Regions from separate parts of the Mus musculus genome. Here all the other regions are linked to region 3. A link is a contact called in public Hi-C and HiChIP or PLAC-seq data. All regions are on one chromosome and are shown on one strand. The core of a region is the stretch at or near the end of the contact, and the rest is flanking DNA. Distances in the headings are between cores, read along the strand shown.

Region 1 (2,700 bases), core at 154-2,653, 230 kb after region 3:
CATCAGGACCCTCCAGCTCACATCTGGTTCCATTGTGATTCCCATATCCAGGAAAGATGTAGGAAGAAGCACTCAGGAGCTGCTGAAGAAACTGGCCCCCTGATGCCAGAAACCTTGTTGGCAGCTTCCTCCTCCTCTCCTTTTCCCTCTCCCTCTTGCGGCTGTCTAATAAGGTCAGCTCAAGGCTTGGTGAAGGTAGATGGCAGGCAGTATTTTTCAGTCCTGATGGATTCTGGTGCTCCTGAGCCAAGTGTAAAGCTGGTTCCTCACAGGGTCCAGCCTCCAGGCCAGATGATAACCCGAGACCAGAGGCAACAGCCAAGTCTATCTGAAAGCATCTCTCCCAGGTCCCCGATGCAGCAACTGAAATTAAGACTGACACCAGGGCTGGGACCTCAAACATGGCAGGACCCTTCTCTGGAAGAGTTCAAAGTAGAAGTCCCACGCACACAACTAAAGACAACTCCAATCTGGTATGCATACGGTCTACAGTGAAGGCGAGGGAGGACTTCCTCGAGGCAACAGAGCCCCCACTGCCTCCCGAGGGAGGCCTAGTCGCCATCCAGAGCGTGAGAAACCGGGGACAATGACTCCCTCTCCTGCAAAAGAAACCCTCCTGGTCAGAGAGAACAGTAGGATGTATCAGGGAACTTTCGCCACCTAAGGAACTAGCCCGAGTCTCAGCAACTTTTGTTTGTTTGTTTGTTTGTTCTTTTGAGACAGGGCTTCTCTGGGTAACAGCCCTGGCTGCCTGAAACTAGCTTTGTAAACCAAGCTAGCCTCAAACTCACAGAGGTTGCCTGCCTCTGCCTCCCAAGTGCTGGGATGAAGGCATGAGCCACCTTGCCTGGCTTTAGCAACTTAAATCAGCACAATTCCTTGTTTTCCCTTGTTCTGTGAGTTGTCAGGTCATTCTTCTAGCTTCCTGTAGTTCGGCTGGTTCCTCTGCTGAGCCGAGGGTTCACACCCACACTATTCGCCCTGACTTCAGGCTAAAATCCCAGGTCAGGCTCCGGGGCTGCACTCTGGTGGGTGGGGACAGCTGGGCGGGGCTTCTCCAGCTTCCGGGCAGGCTGGAGCGGCAGCTGCGGTGCAGTCTCAGTCCCAGTCTCTGCAGCTGTATTGCCTCTGTCAACGGGCCGACGGGAGGATGGGAAGCCCAGGAAGAAAAATAACACACAATTTAATCTCCCCAAATCAACCCATCCTACAAAGGGAAAAATAAAACAGAGTCTCCGCCAAGGCTGACCTTCTGTTTACATTTTCCTTGGCAACTGAGAAATAATTGCGGTTCTGCAGGGCCCTCCCCTCCCCCACCCTGCCTCATCCTATTCAAGCGCGACCAGGGATGACACTGGAATCTTGAACCGCACTAAGTGGTTACTATGGTGTCAGGCTGAAATTGTGAATCCCAGAGGCTGCCACAGCAGGGAGGCGGGGAGCCAGGGCAGAGTCTCAGCCGAGGCTAGTGACTGGGGGGCCTAGCCAGTTAATAGCAGACAAACTGTGCTCGCAAAGAGTAGAGTAGGGGGTTGAAAGATACGGTGGTCAGAGCAGGTGCAGGACCAGACCCAAGTCCCAGTCACACCCCCTGAGCCTTACTCTGTCCGGGCTGCTCTTTCACCCTCCACCCTGTGCCCACCAGGATTGAATCTCTGCCCAGCCCCACAGAAGAAATCCTCAGGATTTCTTTCTTATTTCCCCACAGAAATCCAGAGCCTTGGTGCTCACCCAAGGAACCTGCAGAGGTGCTTTGGGTACCACCCTGCACTTCTCCAGCTCTGCCACAGAGAACTACAAGCCAATCCTGCCGGACTCACACTGATATGTGTCAGTGTAAGATCCCTCCACTGCCACACCCTGGTTCCATTCCCACCTCCAGACAGTGAGTGACCTTAGACCCTACTCTGACCTTGAACCTCTTCTTCTCATGCCTGTGCCTTGGGGGGAAAAATCTTCTAAAGAGCACATCAGATCTTGTCTGTAATCTTCACTGAGAGAGAGCTCTTGAGTGGTCGCGGTGCCTGCCCGGCTCTGACTTCATTTGTTCCACCAACCATATCATTCTAGCTATCCTGGCCTCTGAACTGCTCCCTGCGATGGCCGGCTTGCTCCTGCCCCAGGACCTTTGAACTGGTCATTCGTTGCTACTGTGACTCCTTCCCAAACCACCACTGAGGCCTTAGGGATTGCCTGATCACTGTTGTGGTCTTCATGCTTCAAACAGGACAAGCACAGGGACGAATGAATGAATGAATGAATTAGCCATTTCCTGGTTTCTAATCCCCATCTTCTCTGTCTCTACTATAAGGATCTAGACCATCAGAAGAGGGACTCAGAGGCTCCTAAGAAAGCCCCAGCCTATAAACATGTAGTGTTCCACCCACTCAGTGCTGGACCCATGACTCACAAACTTCCATTCACTAAGACATAACAATGGGAAAAATGAACACAGGGTTCCCAGTCTGTTTTTTGGTTTTTTGCAAGATGTCGTACAAATTCCCCACCTGGGTCTTTTCTTTCTTCCTTCCTTCCTTCCTTCCTTCCTTCCTTCCTTCCTTTTTTTTTTTTTTTTTTTTTTTGGTCTTTCTTTCTTTATTAGGGCTGCCCTTTCTTTTTTAGGGCTGCCCTCTTAGCTCTCTTTGGGGATGTATTTGTTCTTTATTTTTCCCATCTCATCCTGATTCAGTGTGGACTATC
Region 2 (2,700 bases), core at 167-2,666, 230 kb before region 3:
TCATTTCTAAGGGGTACCCTCAGCCTTCAGACAGTTTTGTAGGCATGGGAAGCAGAGAACACTTCTATTCTAGTTTTAGCCATTGCACTAGAGAGATGGTCTGTGTAAGCAAGGAAGTAGTTCAGAGTCATTTGGCTACTTAAGGAAAGGACTGGGCTGCACCCCTAGGCTGCTAACTCCAAGCTGTTCACCTGGACTCTCAAAGTTATGACTGAAGGAGGGAGGCTCTCTTAAGCTGGCCTCAAAGGACTCATTCAAACACATCCCTTAGGTAGGTAGAAATATATACCCTCCTCTTTAAGATTTTACCTCTCTTGCTGTACATGGGGACTCCTGCCATGATAGCTCAGCATGTAGGACAGTGGCATGGTATGCTACCAAATAGCAGGATTCCAAAAACAGTGCCAAACTCTGCTCTTTCCCATCTGTGAGGTTGGAGGCAGCTTGGTGCTTTAGCCAGGTCCAAGTTCATCTCTGCTCTGTGAGCTCTGTGTCCTATATGCTGAGCTATCATGGCAGGAGTTCCCATGTACAGGAAGAAAGGTAGAGTCTTAAAGAGGAGGGTATATATTTCTACCCACCTAAGGGATGTGTTTGAATGAGTCCTTGAAGTTCATGCTCTGGCTGTGAGCTGTTGAATAGTTACTTGCTCCCTCTGCTGTATCTCCTGTCATGGGGATCCATTGTGACTCTTGACCCTGACTAGCTTAGTACACCCTGCTTTCCTCTTAGGCTTTGGAAGGAACCTAGAAATGTCCAAAAAGCATGTAGAACAGGACTTGGCAGACAGTAAGCATTCAATAAACATTAGTGATTATCATCTGCAAAATGGTTGTGCTAATTACCCACTTTGAAGAGCTGTTGTGAAAATTGAGGATAACACATATGCATGACCATCCACAGCGTAGGCTCTGTGTGCATTACCACTGTCCTTCTCCTTGAGCGTGACTGTGAGCAGAAATGTCAGCTGCCTTCTCCCTGGGGCACTCATTCAGCACCAGCTGCCAGCTAACTCGGGCTTTGTGCTCCTCCAACCAGGCCAGGGAACTGGAGGACAGAGAGGCCGAGCTCAGCCGCCGTGACACCTTCTACAAGGAGCAGCAGGGGCGCATCCAGGAAAAGGTAAGACTCCGGCCTGGTTCCTTCTGGATAGGTTCCAAGGTACCTGACCAGAGCCGACCACCATGATGGGAGAACAGCAGGTCCCATGCTGACTTACTCCAACACCAGTCACCCTGTGGACATGCCCATCTTCTTGCCTCCACAGGAGCACCACGATCCCAGCCTTTCAACAAGTTGCAATCAAGGAGATAATTGCTTTTTAATTGGCCATTTTCTGTGAATGTGGCTGGCTCTACTACAATCCAGTTTTAGAAAAATAATTCACTTTCACCACAGGGCGGTGCTGAGACCCAGTGTACCTTTCTTACTTGAGTTAAGCTACATTGGATAAAAATAATAATAACATGAAGCCTTGCTGTACAAATGCATTAAAGTTGTATCATCGATTTTCTCCTGGGACTTGGAAGATCAAAGTGCTCTGCTGCTGCATGCTTGCTGAGGATGAGCCAGGAATGCCAGAGTCACAGGCATTTTTACCTTGTTAAATGCTAGCAATTTATGATTGAAAATTTATTTGGTAATGTGCTTACTTTGGGAGGTTTAATTTGTTGATTATGACAGATTTTCCAAAGAAATAGCTTATAACATGGGAAAAGATGGTTGGGAAATTTTTAAAAAAGTATTCTTCCTCATGCCTAAGAAAAGTATTCTTTCTCATGCCAAGCAATCTGAGCCAGCAGCTATTGCAAGCGAGTCTTCTCCTGTCATTTGTCATGGTTTGGAGCTTTGAAAGTGACAGTTTGCTTTCCGTGGGTTTCTCCTGAGCATGCCACAGTAGAGTGGCAGAAGTGTGGGTTCTGGATTTCCAGGTAATGAGGACAAGGGGCGGTGGCTCCCTGCTTCACAGCCACCTGCTTGCCCACTTCTGCCAGGCATGTAGAGGAAAGCCAGCATTGAGGAGAGAGCCCTGACAGTGATACCCTGCAGTCCTAAGCACGTGCCTGAGCAGTGCCAAACGGCCTTTAAGGAGCCAGCTTTCACAAAGCAGCACGTGCGCAGGTTTGACTGTAGCAGGCCATGTTAAGAATTGTGATTTGGGATTACAAAAAGGAGTTGAAAAAAAAATCCACCAGCTATGGCTCTAATTATCACAGTCGCCCATATGTTCTCAGGCATGGAGATATTCTTTCTGGTTGTATGTGCAGTACTGTTTCCTGCTGTGCTCTCCTCATCTCTGCGTTGGGCTTGGCTACTCAGAGCTTGTGCACATGCTTCTGTAGGGTGGGAGGAAATGGCCTTGTAGCAGCTTTCCCCCTCCAAATCTGCTTTCCTTTCATCGCGCTCCTCTTCCTCCTGGGTTTCTCTGTTAGGCCGGTTTCTGCTCTGCCATGGGAGAAGCAATCCTCCCAGCAGGCTCCTCCACCTCACTCTTCCTCCCTACTGCTGGGAAAGGGGCACCCCACTCCTCACACAGAGAAGTTTACATGCTTGTGAATAGTTCTACGCTTCGATAGGAGCTGTCAAAAGTATGCTCTCCTTTCTGGTAGTGCTTTGCTGGCAATAATAGAGAGGAAAACACCCCACATCCCAGCAGATGGAGATCAGGCTAGAGGTAGTGGGGTTGCAGTGAGGCTGAAG
Region 3 (2,700 bases), core at 27-2,526:
GAAGTCCTGGCCCCTCAACGCCAAAGCACAGAGCCTGGATCCCATTAGCATGGACCCCATTGGCCACACTGATGTCACCCCAGGACGATGCACGAAGAGAGAGGGTTCTGGGGCTACAAGAAGCAGGGCAGCTAGGGCATGAGAATCAAAGAGGGAAATGTGTGCTTTCTGCTTTTCTGTAGGAGATGACGGAGAATTGAAGTCTGATGGCCGCTTGCTGAGATGTTTGCAGGAGGGGACAAGGTTCTTCTAAATCCTAGTTTAGAGCTGGGGTGTAGGAGGTATGGGTTTGCTGGAAAGCATGGCCTTGGAGAGAGGAAGGACAAAGGAGGAGGATGTTGATGGTGAGTGGCATGGAGAGACAGGCAGGGCTGGGGTGAGGCCTGAGGAAGTGCACTGGGTGGTTCTGTAAAAAGGCATACACAGTGTGCTCCCATTAGCCTTTGGGAGTGGCAAAGAAACCTGTCCCTTCCTCTCCATCTGATCTTGGCTGGTCCCTCGGGTCTCTTTCTAGCAGTACTGATCTGAGCCTTGACCCTGTGTGTCTTGTCTCTGGCCTTCCGGCTCTCACTGGTCCTTTAGGCTTCAGCCCCTCCCCTGTCAAACAGCCTGAGCTTGTACTTGCTGGGCTTTTCTTTGTCTTGGCGGTGCTATCCCGCCGCCTCGTCTGCATCTCTCCATTGGTAAACCACCTCTCAGTGGGCAGGAACGTGTTACAGTCTCACAAACAAGGTCCTAGTCCCTAGAGCATGTCTGTCATGCTGGAAGTACTTCACCTTTAGTCACCTTTGGTCGCCTTTAGTCCCAGTTGCTCCACTGCCCCTGGTGTGGAGTGAGTATTGCTTCAGTTTTGTTGTTTGGCTGGTTGGTTTTTGTTTTGTTTTTTTTTTCGTTTTCTCCCCCCCCCCCCCCCTCAGTGGGAAAGATACCTCAGTCCAAAGTGACCCAGGGAAGCATAAGCCACGGCTGCCACAAGGACCGTGGGCCGGTTCTTTAGTTTCCAGTCTGGCTGACCTTATGCTGATGCTTGTCCAGGCCGTGAACGTGCAGCTGACCCTGCGCCAGCGTGGTTCTTCTACAAGGCAGCCGTCCCGCTAACTGCTGGGGCGGGCAGAGAGACCTGAGCCTGGAGGCTTCTCTGCGGGGGCTGATGTGTGAGGGATTTATGGGTCGTGGTTAGAAATGAAAAGCAATTCAATTCAATCCCAGGGCGGTGAGAGCTTCCCAGAGCTTCGCTAAGTGGGTCTGGAGCAGCGATCAGCGTTGCGAATCTATTAGCCCACACTCGGCATCTGAGTCACGGGGGAAGAGCCAGGAAGCGGCAGCGCCCAGCGGGCTGCACGTCAATTATGCTCCTCTCTGTTTAATTAAGCCATAAAACACACCCGTGTCTGGAAAGGGGCTGGACACCAGGGCTGCGACCTCTGCTGCCAGTATCACACAACCATAGTCTGGGAGGACACTGAGGAGCCACACTCTCCTGCCTGCCTGGGACTCGGTGCCCCTGATGGAGGCACTGTCTCCGTCCCTCTGATGGCCAAAAAGGCCAAGCAGAAGGGTAGGGCGGATGGGATCGTGCTGTGGGAGGCCACCTAGATTTAAGCTACTGAGCTGGGTAGCCTATGACCAGTTCTTCACCTCCCTGTGCCTCACTCTATCCACATGCATGGGGAAGGATGGGGGGAGTATCTGAACTCATGAAGTGGGATGGAAGAGAGAAGCAGGCACATGGAGGGCACGTGGAAAGGATATGGAGGGGGCAGGGAGAGAGTGTGGAGAAGCTTGGGGAGTGGCCGGGGGGGGGGTGGTGGACACAAAGGGACCTTAGCATGTGGCATCCATACAGGTAGGGTGGAATTAGCCTGCACATCAGGTGATACCTAGCTTCTGTGGAGCAATGCCCTTGAGCGGTTCTCCTCTCTGTCTCTCAGTGGCTTGTACTACCTGGGCGATTGTTTATCTCATACTTTTCTCTGAATGCAGTTCACTCTTTGAAAACATAAACAGAAATATCTGTTGAAGCACTTCCAGGCTTCCCCAGAAGACGAGCGTCAGAACCACTGGCCCCAAGGAAAAAGGAACTGTAACTGGACACAATGAGCCCTGAACAGTCCCAGTCCATCTGCTACTCTGATGCCAAGGTGTGCCAACCCAGCCTCCATCTTTCAGGAGATTAGCTGGTGCTGGAGGCCTCAGACAGCCCAGGAACATCTTGGGCTGATCTAGCCAGTGGTGTGATCTGTAAAGGAGGCCCAGGTTCTTGTTGGAACCAAGCAGGATCTTCAGTGGCGCAACTGAAGCAAAGATGAGCAAGAGGAAAACAGCCATCAGGTGTGGTCTTGGAGGGCAGCACACACAGCTTGATCCACAAAGGACACATGAAGACCCAAGGTCCTTCTAAGAAGAACAAGTAGAGACAGAATGAAGGGATGAGCTCAAAGCACCCATCCCTCTGCCATCTGGGCATGCTCTGCAAGCCAGGGATAGGAGCATCTTTGAAAGTCCCCTCCTGCTTAGGTTGTTCTTATGATAGGTACTGTCCCTAGGTGGGAAGGAATGACTCACAGAGGATCATGGGAAAGCAGAACCAACTTGCTCTCAGACCTTGGTGTACATGAGAACCTCTGTCTCCAGTACCAGTGAGCTTTCCAAACTTTCCAACCTGTAGCAAGTTAGATTGTAAGAGCTGGAGAGTCATAT

What was found. A called contact is a pair of places that touch in the nucleus more often than the background predicts. HiChIP or PLAC-seq counts read pairs in DNA pulled down with a chosen protein or histone mark.
Region 1: an H3K27ac HiChIP or PLAC-seq map of SST interneurons shows a contact between it and region 3, with 3 times the contacts expected there. The contact joins two enhancer-like sites. A contact is called at or near these places in 1 of 484 Hi-C or Micro-C datasets (nephron progenitors) and 8 of 115 datasets of contacts at active chromatin or transcription factors (SST interneurons, VIP interneurons, differentiating embryonic stem cells and 5 more).
Region 2: a Hi-C map of bone marrow-derived macrophages shows a contact between it and region 3, with 2.0 times the contacts expected there. The contact joins two enhancer-like sites. A contact is called at or near these places in 8 of 484 Hi-C or Micro-C datasets (bone marrow-derived macrophages, brain, cerebellar granule neurons and 3 more) and 1 of 9 other capture datasets (embryonic tail).

The regions. Positions count from the first base shown.
Region 1 is chr6:89,007,399-89,010,098 of GRCm38.p6, reverse strand. No RefSeq gene overlaps it. Among named protein-coding and RNA genes, the nearest start is that of Gm36639, 15 kb to the left of the region's middle. Within about 2 kb of position 1,403, at least 139 of the 459 cell types and tissues checked have an H3K27ac peak or open chromatin away from gene starts, as enhancers often do. A contact at or near this core is called in SST interneurons and VIP interneurons, where this site is marked.
Region 2 is chr6:89,465,812-89,468,511 of GRCm38.p6, reverse strand. It overlaps Chchd6 (coiled-coil-helix-coiled-coil-helix domain containing 6), which reads left to right. Exons shown (of 8, transcript NM_025351.3): 5 at 1,039-1,122. Gm46966 (a long non-coding RNA gene) reads right to left here. Exons shown (of 4, transcript XR_003956465.1): 4 at 1,921-2,700. Among named protein-coding and RNA genes, the nearest start is that of Gm46966, 14 kb to the right of the region's middle. Within about 2 kb of position 1,416, at least 22 of the 459 cell types and tissues checked have an H3K27ac peak or open chromatin away from gene starts, as enhancers often do. A contact at or near this core is called in bone marrow-derived macrophages, cerebellum and cerebral cortex, where this site is marked.
Region 3 is chr6:89,234,362-89,237,061 of GRCm38.p6, reverse strand. No RefSeq gene overlaps it. Among named protein-coding and RNA genes, the nearest start is that of Gm839, 20 kb to the right of the region's middle. Within about 2 kb of position 1,276, at least 52 of the 459 cell types and tissues checked have an H3K27ac peak or open chromatin away from gene starts, as enhancers often do. A contact at or near this core is called in SST interneurons, VIP interneurons, bone marrow-derived macrophages and 2 more, where this site is marked.